3 separate regions of the Canis lupus genome follow, and regions 1 and 3 are each linked to region 2. Evidence: chromatin contacts called from public Hi-C data. All regions are on one chromosome and are shown on one strand. Each heading gives the region's core, a stretch centred on a gene start, on an enhancer-like site or on the middle of the called end of the contact. The rest is flanking DNA. Distances are from core to core; before and after follow the strand shown. Region 1 overlaps STAT4 (signal transducer and activator of transcription 4). Region 2 has its middle 150 kb from the start of NABP1. Region 3 has its middle 26 kb from the start of MYO1B.

What was found. A called contact is a pair of places that touch in the nucleus more often than the background predicts.
Region 1: a contact with region 2 is called in a Hi-C map of skin fibroblasts, with 2.1 times the contacts expected there. The contact joins two enhancer-like sites. A contact is called at or near these places in 3 of 9 Hi-C or Micro-C datasets (amygdala, liver and skin fibroblasts).
Region 3: a Hi-C map of amygdala shows a contact between it and region 2, with 2.4 times the contacts expected there. The contact joins two enhancer-like sites. A contact is called at or near these places in 4 of 9 Hi-C or Micro-C datasets (amygdala, blood, liver and 1 more).

Annotation. Positions count from the first base shown.
Region 1 is chr37:1,560,532-1,563,584 of UU_Cfam_GSD_1.0, forward strand. All of the region lies in intron 2 of STAT4 (signal transducer and activator of transcription 4), which reads right to left. Among named protein-coding and RNA genes, the nearest start is that of STAT4, 17 kb to the right of the region's middle. Within about 2 kb of position 1,645, at least 3 of the 20 cell types and tissues checked have an H3K27ac peak or open chromatin away from gene starts, as enhancers often do.
Region 2 is chr37:1,879,102-1,882,600 of UU_Cfam_GSD_1.0, forward strand. No RefSeq gene overlaps it. Among named protein-coding and RNA genes, the nearest start is that of NABP1, 150 kb to the right of the region's middle. Within about 2 kb of position 2,105, at least 3 of the 20 cell types and tissues checked have an H3K27ac peak or open chromatin away from gene starts, as enhancers often do.
Region 3 is chr37:1,610,695-1,613,755 of UU_Cfam_GSD_1.0, forward strand. No RefSeq gene overlaps it. Among named protein-coding and RNA genes, the nearest start is that of MYO1B, 26 kb to the right of the region's middle. Within about 2 kb of position 1,452, at least 3 of the 20 cell types and tissues checked have an H3K27ac peak or open chromatin away from gene starts, as enhancers often do.

The DNA of each region.
Region 1 (3,053 bases), core at 395-2,894, 320 kb before region 2:
TTAGAGTAATTTGGCATCACAGCCTTGGTTCACACTGAGGCACCAACATTACCCACCATTGCTTTGGTACCATCAGTGCAAATGTCAATAGAGTGAAAAAGCAAAACATTATTATAAAAATAGTTTTATTTTCAGACAGATGGCCTTTCCTTAAAAAGGTCTTGGCGTCTACCCCCTGGGAATCTGCAGACACTTTTGAAACCTCTGCTCTGTCTACCGTATCCTATCCACCATCATCAGTTTATCCAGTGGTATATCATGAGGGAATCTGTCCTCAGATGAACATTTTTTTTTCTTGGTTAAAGCATCTGCCTTAAACCTCTGTCTACCGTCCTGTTTCATGAACTGAGTCTGGCTTCTAAGAACAGGTATCTCTATGTCCACTTTACTTTTCTTTGTTAGAGTCAAATAAATAGCCAGGTCCCCAATTTCTTGGCCCTACATGGACCCTGGTTTCATCAGTCCCTTAGAGTCAAAGACAAAGAAGAAAGGCAGGGGGAGGGGAGGCTGGAGAAGTAGGAGAAGAGAAATAAAACCAAAGAAAAGCACATCGTAGTGAAACCCCCAGTTTGCTAAGCTCAAAGACCACAGCAGATTCTTGTCCCCCTAGAATCCATGCTCCATTCCCCCTAGTTAAATCTCTATTTCTAATTTTTTTTTGCCTCCCCTTAACTGGGAAATATCAGATTATAGACTTGCAGGAAAGTCCTGACTGTGCCACTTTCTAGCTACACAAAGTCAGCTCAGCTATGTAACCTCTCTAAGCTCCAAACTCTGTAAAAATGGGGATAGTATATCCGCCATAAAATTGCTGGGAAGATTCAAAAATCTAGTGTAAGGAATAAGATAAGAGAAAACACTCGACAAGAGCTGCTCTTAATAGAATCATAACAACCAAGTTGGGAGGCTTTGAAAGTGACTAGGATAACTCTCCTCCCCTTCTCTCCTCATCCTCCGGATGGGTTTCCAAATGGAGACGAAGAGGGGTCAAGTGAGATAGGCAGGTTCACATCTGTGCATCAGAAGCCGAGAGGATACAGTCAGTTCTTGACTGCTTTTTCTTTGTCTTTCTTTTCTTTCCTTCCTTCCTTCCTTCCTTCCTTCCTCTCCTTCTTCTTTCTTTCTTTCTTTCTTTCTTTCTTTCTTTCTTTCTTTCTTTCTTTCTTTCTTTTTTCTTTCTTTCTTTTTCTTTCTTTTTTTTTTGTATATTTTTGTATTGGTGCTGGATTTGCCAACATATAGCACACCACTCCCGTCCAGTGCCCCCCTCAGTGCCTGTCATTCAGTCACCCCATCTCCCGCCCACCTCCCCTTCCACTACCCCTTGTTTGATTTTCTACAGCGTCTGCGTCTGGGGGAGTCAAGGGGAGGAGAAGGGAAGGGGCTACCACTTTCCCTGACATTGGTTGTGAGCAAGCTCCACCTTCTCCCAATTCTTGTGCGAAGAATGTAAACATTTGTTCATTTTCATGTTTGTGGAAGCACCTTACCCGTCCCATCCAAGCTTCCTTTCTAATGTGTCCTTAGGAAACTAGAGGGAGTTAGAGTCCGATGCTGGGTACAGAGAACGCGCATGTACAGACATGCTGAACTCCACGGTAGCCTGTGCTAGTATCAAATGAGCACGACAGCGAGGGTAACTGGGACAAGACAGCGTGGTGTGGGTCTCAGCTCATCTGGAGGCAGGTCCCTCAAGCTCCAGCAGAACAGGGGCAAGGTCTACAAAGGGCTTTAAAGATCTGTCTTGTTGTATCCTCAGGACCGGTTTCCAAGGACTGTGCTCCCTCTACTGCCACCTCAGGAGCACAGCAGTTTATAAATCACAACATTCCTCCAACAGCCTTTTTTCAGCTCCAACTGCATGCCAGATGGAGTGCTGAGATTTACAGGCATTGTTTTTACCAATTCCTCACAATTCTCTGAAGTATTAAGGATCATTCTGATTTCTAACAGACAAAGAGATTAGGCTTAATGAGGTTAGAGGGACTGGTCAACGGGAATCAGATGGTAAAGGGCAGGTTCGGGAGTCAAACTCAAGACTGTCTGGCTCCAGAAACATTTGTAATCATTGGCTTTACTAAAAATCTTATCTACTCATATAAGAAACACAATGAATTTCCCAAAGAGCTACGGAAGAAGTAAGTTTAAGGATCCAAACGCGGATTCCAAAATAGAGAGGCTCATTGGATAGTCTATTAATCAAAGATGATGCGTATACTCTGATTCTCCAGATTTGCCTTGCTATATGGACGGTTAGCCATGCATTTAACAGTCCTGCATGTGCCAGGATGGTGGCCACATTGCCAACAGATTTCCAAACCATTTAGCAAATTATGTGGTTCTACAGCATCCTGCTTATAGTGTGTGAAAGGTGACTGTTTCTACCAGTGTGTTTCTGTTTCTACTTCTGTTTCCATTTAATGTACTTTTTCATATATTGGTCTCTCTCAGAATTGAATATTTAGTGGATCAGAATGAAATGTCATTTTCCTTGTATTACATCCATTCTTTGATGGAATGCCTCATCCCCTTAGTCTGTTCTGAGGGCTCTTTCAGTTGACTTGCCTTGTCCAGGCACTTCATTTTCACTAGGACTGCCACTACCTTTGATAATTATAATAATATCTAACATTTATAGGTTTATAAATGCTTAAATAAAGTCAATATAAAGATGTAATGTACATCAATTCTATCTAAATGCCAAGTTGAAGAGGGTAGAGGAGATTATCCTTCTGTCTCTCTCAAATTTTTTTTAAAGATTTCATTTATTTATTTGAGAGAGAGAGAGAGACTGAGCAAGAGAGAGCAAGCCAGGGACGAGCCAGAGGGAGGAGGAGAAGCAGACTCCCTGCCGAGTAGGGAGTCTGAGCACTGGGATCATTTCCTGGGCCAGAGACTGATGCTTAACTGGCTGGGCCACCCAGGCACCCCTCTCGACTCTCTTCGCTTAGGAAAAAAAAAAAAAATCCTTGGTTAAGCTGTTTGAGGTAGTGAGAGAAAGCAAAACAAAACAAAAATGGATAAAGGGCTCCATTTAAAGGCATAGATAGAAA
Region 2 (3,499 bases), core at 855-3,354:
GGCGACTTCCCTCAGCTCGCGGGGCTACGGGGTCCTCTCTGGGCCGCGGTCCTGGCATCTCTCAGCACCTTCCAGGTGGCCAGTCCAGCAGAATGTCCTTCCCTGGACACACTGGAACTCCCGGCCCTGGGGTCCCCCCAGGCCCTGGGCCACAACTTGGCCTCCTGTCCCCCTACGCAGCTCGTGTTGGAGGGATCCTATTGTACGTGTCCTTTTGTCACCGGCTCACTTCACTGCCAGGGACGCCGCGAGGCTCCCCTGCACCCCAGGTCACAGCTTCACGCGCACCCCTGTCCCCCTGTCCCCCTGTCCCGCCGCGGCCGTGTGTCTGCTCGCTTATGCATCTTCCTGCCCCAGGTGCTTGGGTGGCCCCCGCCTTGGGGCCCTGGGACAGAGGCCGTTGGAGGCAGTCATATAATTCACGACAGGAGTGTTGCAGACTTGACTCAGCCGCAGTCCCCGACACGGCTGCCACCCCTCCCGGGCCGTCCTCTGGGCCTTGGGCCTCCGCAGGGGCCGTGGGGTGGCAGGGTCCCGGGGGGGGGGCCTCCAGTGACCCCGAGTCCCGGTGGCTCAGGTGGCCCGGGGGCTGGGGCCCGGCGCCCCCCCCCCGAGCTGCACCCCTGCTCATCCCCGTGCAGGGGGTGCTCTCAGGGACGCAGGTCCGGGAGGAAACAGGCCCGGGCCGTCGGCTGCGGCAGGTAGTGGGCTGCGAGGTCCCCGGAGCCCCCCTGGCAGCCGGGTCAGCTGAGGTGCAGGACAGCCCAGGGACAGCCCAGGCCCAGGCCGCCCACAGTCCGTGCCTGCCCCGCTCACCTGTCCTCACCCCACGGGCTGCTCACGCTCCGGAGGCACTAGTCTGCTTCCCGGTGCGGGTGTCGCTCAGGATCATCATCCCGGCAGGGAAGAGGGGCTGCGGTGTCGCCGGTGGGGTGCGTGAGGTGGCTGTGGAGGGGCACGCACAGCCCGGTGCAGCCAGGGAAGCCCACTCTGTGCCCACGGCCGCGCCCTGGCCCGAGAGCCCTTGGATCTGGGTCATAAAGAGGAAGCAGATCCTCATCCACCAGGTCAGACTCTAGGTGAGGCCAACTGGCTCTCCTGGTTGCAGTGTGCGTGTGTCTGTGTGCGTGTGTGCATGTGTGTGTGCACGTGGGGGGGATCTGAGAGCCCCCCACCCTCCACATTGCCAGAGTGGGCTCTTGGTTACATCCTCGGGGCTCCTCAGGGTGCGATCTGAAAGTCCTCGCCTTGTCTGCCCTCGTGTGACCCCATGGAGAGGCTGCAGACTAAGTGGCACTGGCCCCACGTAACATATGGTCACACGGGGGCCTATGCCCCGACTGCTGGGAAGTCCTAGAGCAGCAGGGCTCCTCCTGTGGCCCCGGCCTTATCCTCCTCCGTCAGACAAGCATGCATTGTGGCAGCGTGATGGGTGGAGGTTTCTGGAAACCGTGGGGATCACCTCAAAATGACCCCCGAATGGAGGGCACACCCACGCTGGCACACCAAAGCCAAGCAAGGTACAGCTGCTGGGGAAGCAGGCCGCGTTGGGTGACGGGGAGCCAACTGGGCTTGCTGCCACCTCCCGGGGATCACCGCTCTGCTCATGTCCCCCCTGCTCCCCTCCCCACCTGGCCCCTCGTCCCCTCCCAGCAGGGAAGACACACCGGCTGGTGGCAGGTGGCGGCCCCACTCCTCCCCTCCTGCCCTCCAGGTCCTGGGCCGAGCTTCCGCCCAGGGCGGACAAGGAGGCCGCAGCCTGAGCGCAAGGAGTGAGCGCCCCGGCAGCTGAGAGCAAGCAAGATGGGGTGGGCTGGAGGGCCGGGATGCCACAGGCCAGGTTGGGGGAGCAAAGGCTGCTGGGAGACGGTCACGGCCTCTGTCAAAAAGTCCTCTTGGGAACCAGATTCCACTGGTGTCTCTTTCTAGATGGGACCCTCTTCTCTAAGGGCCGATTGAAAGGTTAGATATAAGGGAGGGGCACCCAAACTGCCCCCGAGGGTAGGGAGCCAGAGAGAAGAATGGACCTACTCAGCCCAGAGAGAGCTGCCTCCATCCTGGGGGAGTGGAAGCAGATGGTGGCAGGCCCACACAGGAGGCTTCGGTTCTGGAGGCCGGGCAGGCCCTGCAAAGCGGCCTGGGGAAGATGGGGAGGAGGAAGAGGGGACAGGAGAGGTCCCAGTAACTCCTAAGTGTACGCCAGTCAACTGGAGGTGCTTCCATAGCTCCCCCTAAATGGGGCTGGGAGGTGGGCAGCGCAGGGGCACAGGGGTGCAGGGCTGCAGGGGAGCAGGGGGTGCAGGGCTGCAGGGGTGCAGGGCCGCAGGGGTGCAGGGCCACAGGGGGCACAGGGGTGCAGGGGTACAGGGGCACAGGGGTGCAGGGCTGCAGGGGGCGCAGGGGGCAGGACTGCAGGGGTGCAGGGCTGCAGGGGTGCAGGGCCTCAGGGGGCACAGGGGCACAGGGGCGCAGGGGTGCAGGGCCTCAGGGGCGCACTGGAGGCAACACTAGCCCTGGGACCCCAGCTCAATAACCCTGCAGCCTGGGGTTATTGTACTCCCGCCTTCTTCATCTCCCGTCTTCCCCCTTTTTCCTTTTTCTCTCCTCACACTTTATTTTTAGATGAATCACTGCATGGAATTTTGTGTGTCTACATGTCTATCTCCATGTTCCAAGATTTTCTATGATCTAAGATTGTTTTATTTTCTAGAAGAGAAATTGAATCCTCTTTGTAAAAAGACTAAACCTAAGACATCTTAAAAAATTTCAAGAAGTTCTTGAATAGAATTACTCTTTTTTTCTTTCTTTCCTTCTTTCTTTCTTCTCTCTCTCTCTCTCTCTTTTTTTTTTTTTTTTTTTTTTTTTTTGGCTCTCTCTGAGGAAATTCAGCAAGTACCTGTCTCCCCCTTGTGGATTTACTCTTCTCTCTTCCTTGTACAGTAGGTACTAAACCAGTGCGAGACTTCACTGGGGACTATTGTTGCCTTGTCTCTCCATTGTCCTTACACAGGAACAAGAAGCATTACTGTAATTATTAAAGCAAAAGCTTTGATGTTCTGAGTTGAACAAGTATTCTGAAGTGAAGTTTTAACCTAACACTTTATAGTGCCAAAATTTTGCCTAAAATCAAACACTTAAGGATTTAGCACTGCTGGGGAGCCTGGGTGGCTCTGTAGGTTATGTGTGTAACCTGATTTTGGCTCAGGTCATGATCCCAGAGTCCTAAGATTCAACCCTGCATTGGGCTCCGTGCTCAGCAGGGAGTATGCTTGAGATTCTCTCTCTACCTCTGCCCCTGCTCATGCTCGCTCTCTCTCTAAAATAAGCAAAATCTTAAAAAAAAAAAAAAAAAAAAAAAGAAGAAGAAGAAGAAGAAAAGGATTTAGCACTGGTTTAAAATTACTTAATTTTTCCACGTTAGGATGATTTTTTCCCCCTTGATTTTATGGTTAAGGAAGGAAAGGGGACTGTGAGGAAACTAAAGTTACGTCTTCTAGGC
Region 3 (3,061 bases), core at 202-2,701, 270 kb before region 2:
CCTAGGCAACAGCTGAAGATGTGATTGTTCACATCCTTAGCTTGTAGTACTTGGCAGCCGCCTAAAAAGAGAGGGAGAGGGAATTTCAAGGTGATAAAGAAAGTCAGCTAGAGGAAGAGGACGCCTCCGGGAGGGAGTGCTCACCAGGGTTCCCAGAGGCAAAGTCCGTCTCTGGGGGGGCGGGGCAGGGGGCAAGTTGCATCAGGGGCCTCCTCCATCTGCTTCTGGACAGAGCACCTCTCCTTCTCGGGCTATTTGCTCCATCAGCTCACAGATACATTCTGTCCCTAGACTCTAAGTTCTGTGCAGGCAGGGCCTCTTGTCCCCCACTATTGCTTTTCTGGCCTCCTCAGCATACAGTGGAGATGCAGGAAGCATTTATAGCATGAGGGAAAACTTTAACGCATAATTGTGTGCCAGTTGTAATAGCCAAGCTTCTCTTATGCCATCCTTGCTTTCAAACAGAGTAAGTGGAGCATGCCAGATTTTGAAAGGTCTCTTTGTCTTAATCCTCTAGAAAAGCATTCCCTGTCCCCGTGGAATAATGCAAATAGCAGACAGCACCTCCTGAGCCTGATCAGGTGCTGGCTCCACTCCCCTGGATGCGGATGTGCTTCTCCCCGCAGCTCTCTGAGGGAAGTGCTACCGGGATCCCCATCTTAAGAAGAAAGAGACACACAAAGTTTAAGTCTAATTGTAAACAAATTTCGCCTTTCTTATTATCACGGGAGAAAAAGGTGCTGAATGACACTGACAAAGAACTTTCTTCCGTTTGTTTTTGTCAAACTTGAGTGTGGACTCAAAAAAATTAAATAACGATTAAAAGAAAAAGAAAGAGGAATTCATGCCTAAGAAGCTGAGGCTAGTGCCTGAGTGTGTCATTGTGTAACAATTATTAACAAGTTCCTAAAATCCACAGGAATGGGGAGCTATGTTAGTGACAACTGTCAACAAGTGGAGGATCTTTCAAAAAGAAAAAAAAAGAAAGAAAGAAAGAAAGAAAGAAAGAAAGAAAGAAAGAAAGAAAGAAAGAAGAAAGAAAGAAACCATAAAAAGTGGCCCATTGGAGGCAGCACAGCAACTGTGTCCAGCAGGTGGCACCAGCCCCTCGCCATGGGGCCTGCGGTGCCTCCTCTGTGGGTGCCCTGGGCCAGGAGTCGGGGAGAACTGCAGGACCTCAGGGCTGGGCCTGTTTAGCCCCGGGGAGGAGGGCGCTCCCGGGGACAGTCCCCAGGGGTCATGGGGAAGTGCACATCTGTTTCAGATCCAAACTCAAATGCCGGTTTCTTCAAACGCCAGCCCTGCAGGTTACTGCGGCATAACCCGGGCAAGTTCCTCCTGTTAACCTGTGAACAGGTTGACTCCTGTTGCCCTGTTCCGAGGCCTTACCTGTGAAATGAGGACAGTCATGGATCCACCTCCTTCTGCATCGCCCGTTCTAATCGCTCTGCTCACAGGAGGCCCAGATGCGTGTTCCAGGAGGTGGAATTAATGATGTGACCTTTCAGTAGCCGGGCACGTAAATGTAGGCCACATTTTGCTTGGCTCAGACTGCACCATCACGAAGACGAGTTCCAGGCTTAAATGCTACTGTAAAGCGAGGACTATGTACTAGATGTAAGATGGTCTTAGAGGAAGAAATGTGGATTCGGCATCCGCAATGAGCCAGTCACTTCTCTAGGTGCTTCCGCTGCAAAGATGAGCAGGGCAGGAATTACCCAACCCCCACAATCGGGAAACTCCTGACCTAGCAGGGAAGATACATGTTAAACAAATAATCACACAAAAGTAAACATTACAAATGTGCAAAGTCTTACAAGAATGTAAAACAGACCAACCCAACCTAGTCTTCAGCTCCGGGAAAGCTTCAAAGAGGAAGTGATAGGACGAGGTAACCAGGTAACAAGCCAAAAGGAAGGACAAGCATTCCAGGCAAAAGAAATGGCATTTGCATAGGCTCCTAAGTGGGGAGTAGCCTGCTCAAGGCAAACAGCGCAGAGTATTCCAGTACATATAGTGGAAGGAGAGAAAAAGTGGGACCATTGGGACCAAGGGGCTGGAAGCTGGAGAGGTGGCTTGTTGGGCAACAAGAGTGCATTAGAGTTAGAGGATTTTATTTTATTTTTATTTTTTTAAAGATTTTATTTATTTATTTGAGAGAGAGAGAGAGGGAGAGAGAGGCAGAGACATAAGGCAGAGGGAGAAGCAGGCTCCATGCAGGAAGCCCAGTGTGGGACTCTACCCTGGGTCTTCAGGATCAGGCCCTGGGCTGAAGGCGGCGCTAAACCGCTGAGCCACTTGGGCTGCCCAGAGTTAGAGGATTTTAGATAGAAAAAGGACATGATCGTGTGCATTGTTTAAAAGGTTTTATGACCGAAATGGGGAGGCTGGTTTGAGAAGATAGGGTGGGTGGGGAGAGACCAGTGCAAAAGCTTTGGTATTATTTTAGCCAAATGTTGATGGCAGCCCGAAGCAGCGAGGCAAGAAGTGGGATGGGGGAGTCAAGGTCTCTGGCTGTTCTGAACAAGAGGGTGGATGACATTGCCATTTCCCAAGGGAGAAACTGTCGGAAAGGTAGAGGTTTTAGAGGAAAGTTCTTGTGTTTGTTCGTTGCAGACTCGATATTTTGAGTCTGAGGCACTAACCAAAAGTTCAAGAAAAGCTATTAAAAAAAAAAAAAAGCACGTGTGTGTGGAGCTGAAAAGAGATTGTGATTGTTCATCCAGATTTAGGGCTTACCTTACCAGCATGCAGATATAATAGAAACTCTAATGGAAAATGAGACCTTTTTAAATTTAATTTTAAATAATTAAATTATTTAAATAATAAAATTTTATTTAATTGATTGATTATTTATTTATTGAGCATGAGCAGGGGAAGAGGCAGAGGGAGAGAGAGAGAACCCCAAACAGACCCCACACTGAGTACAGAGCCCGACATGGGGCTCAATCCCATGACCTTGAGATCATGACCTGAGCCAAAATCAAGAGTTGGAGGCTTAACCGACTGAGCCACCCAGGTGCTCCCAATAAGACCCTCTAAGGAGAAGGTAAAGGGTGAG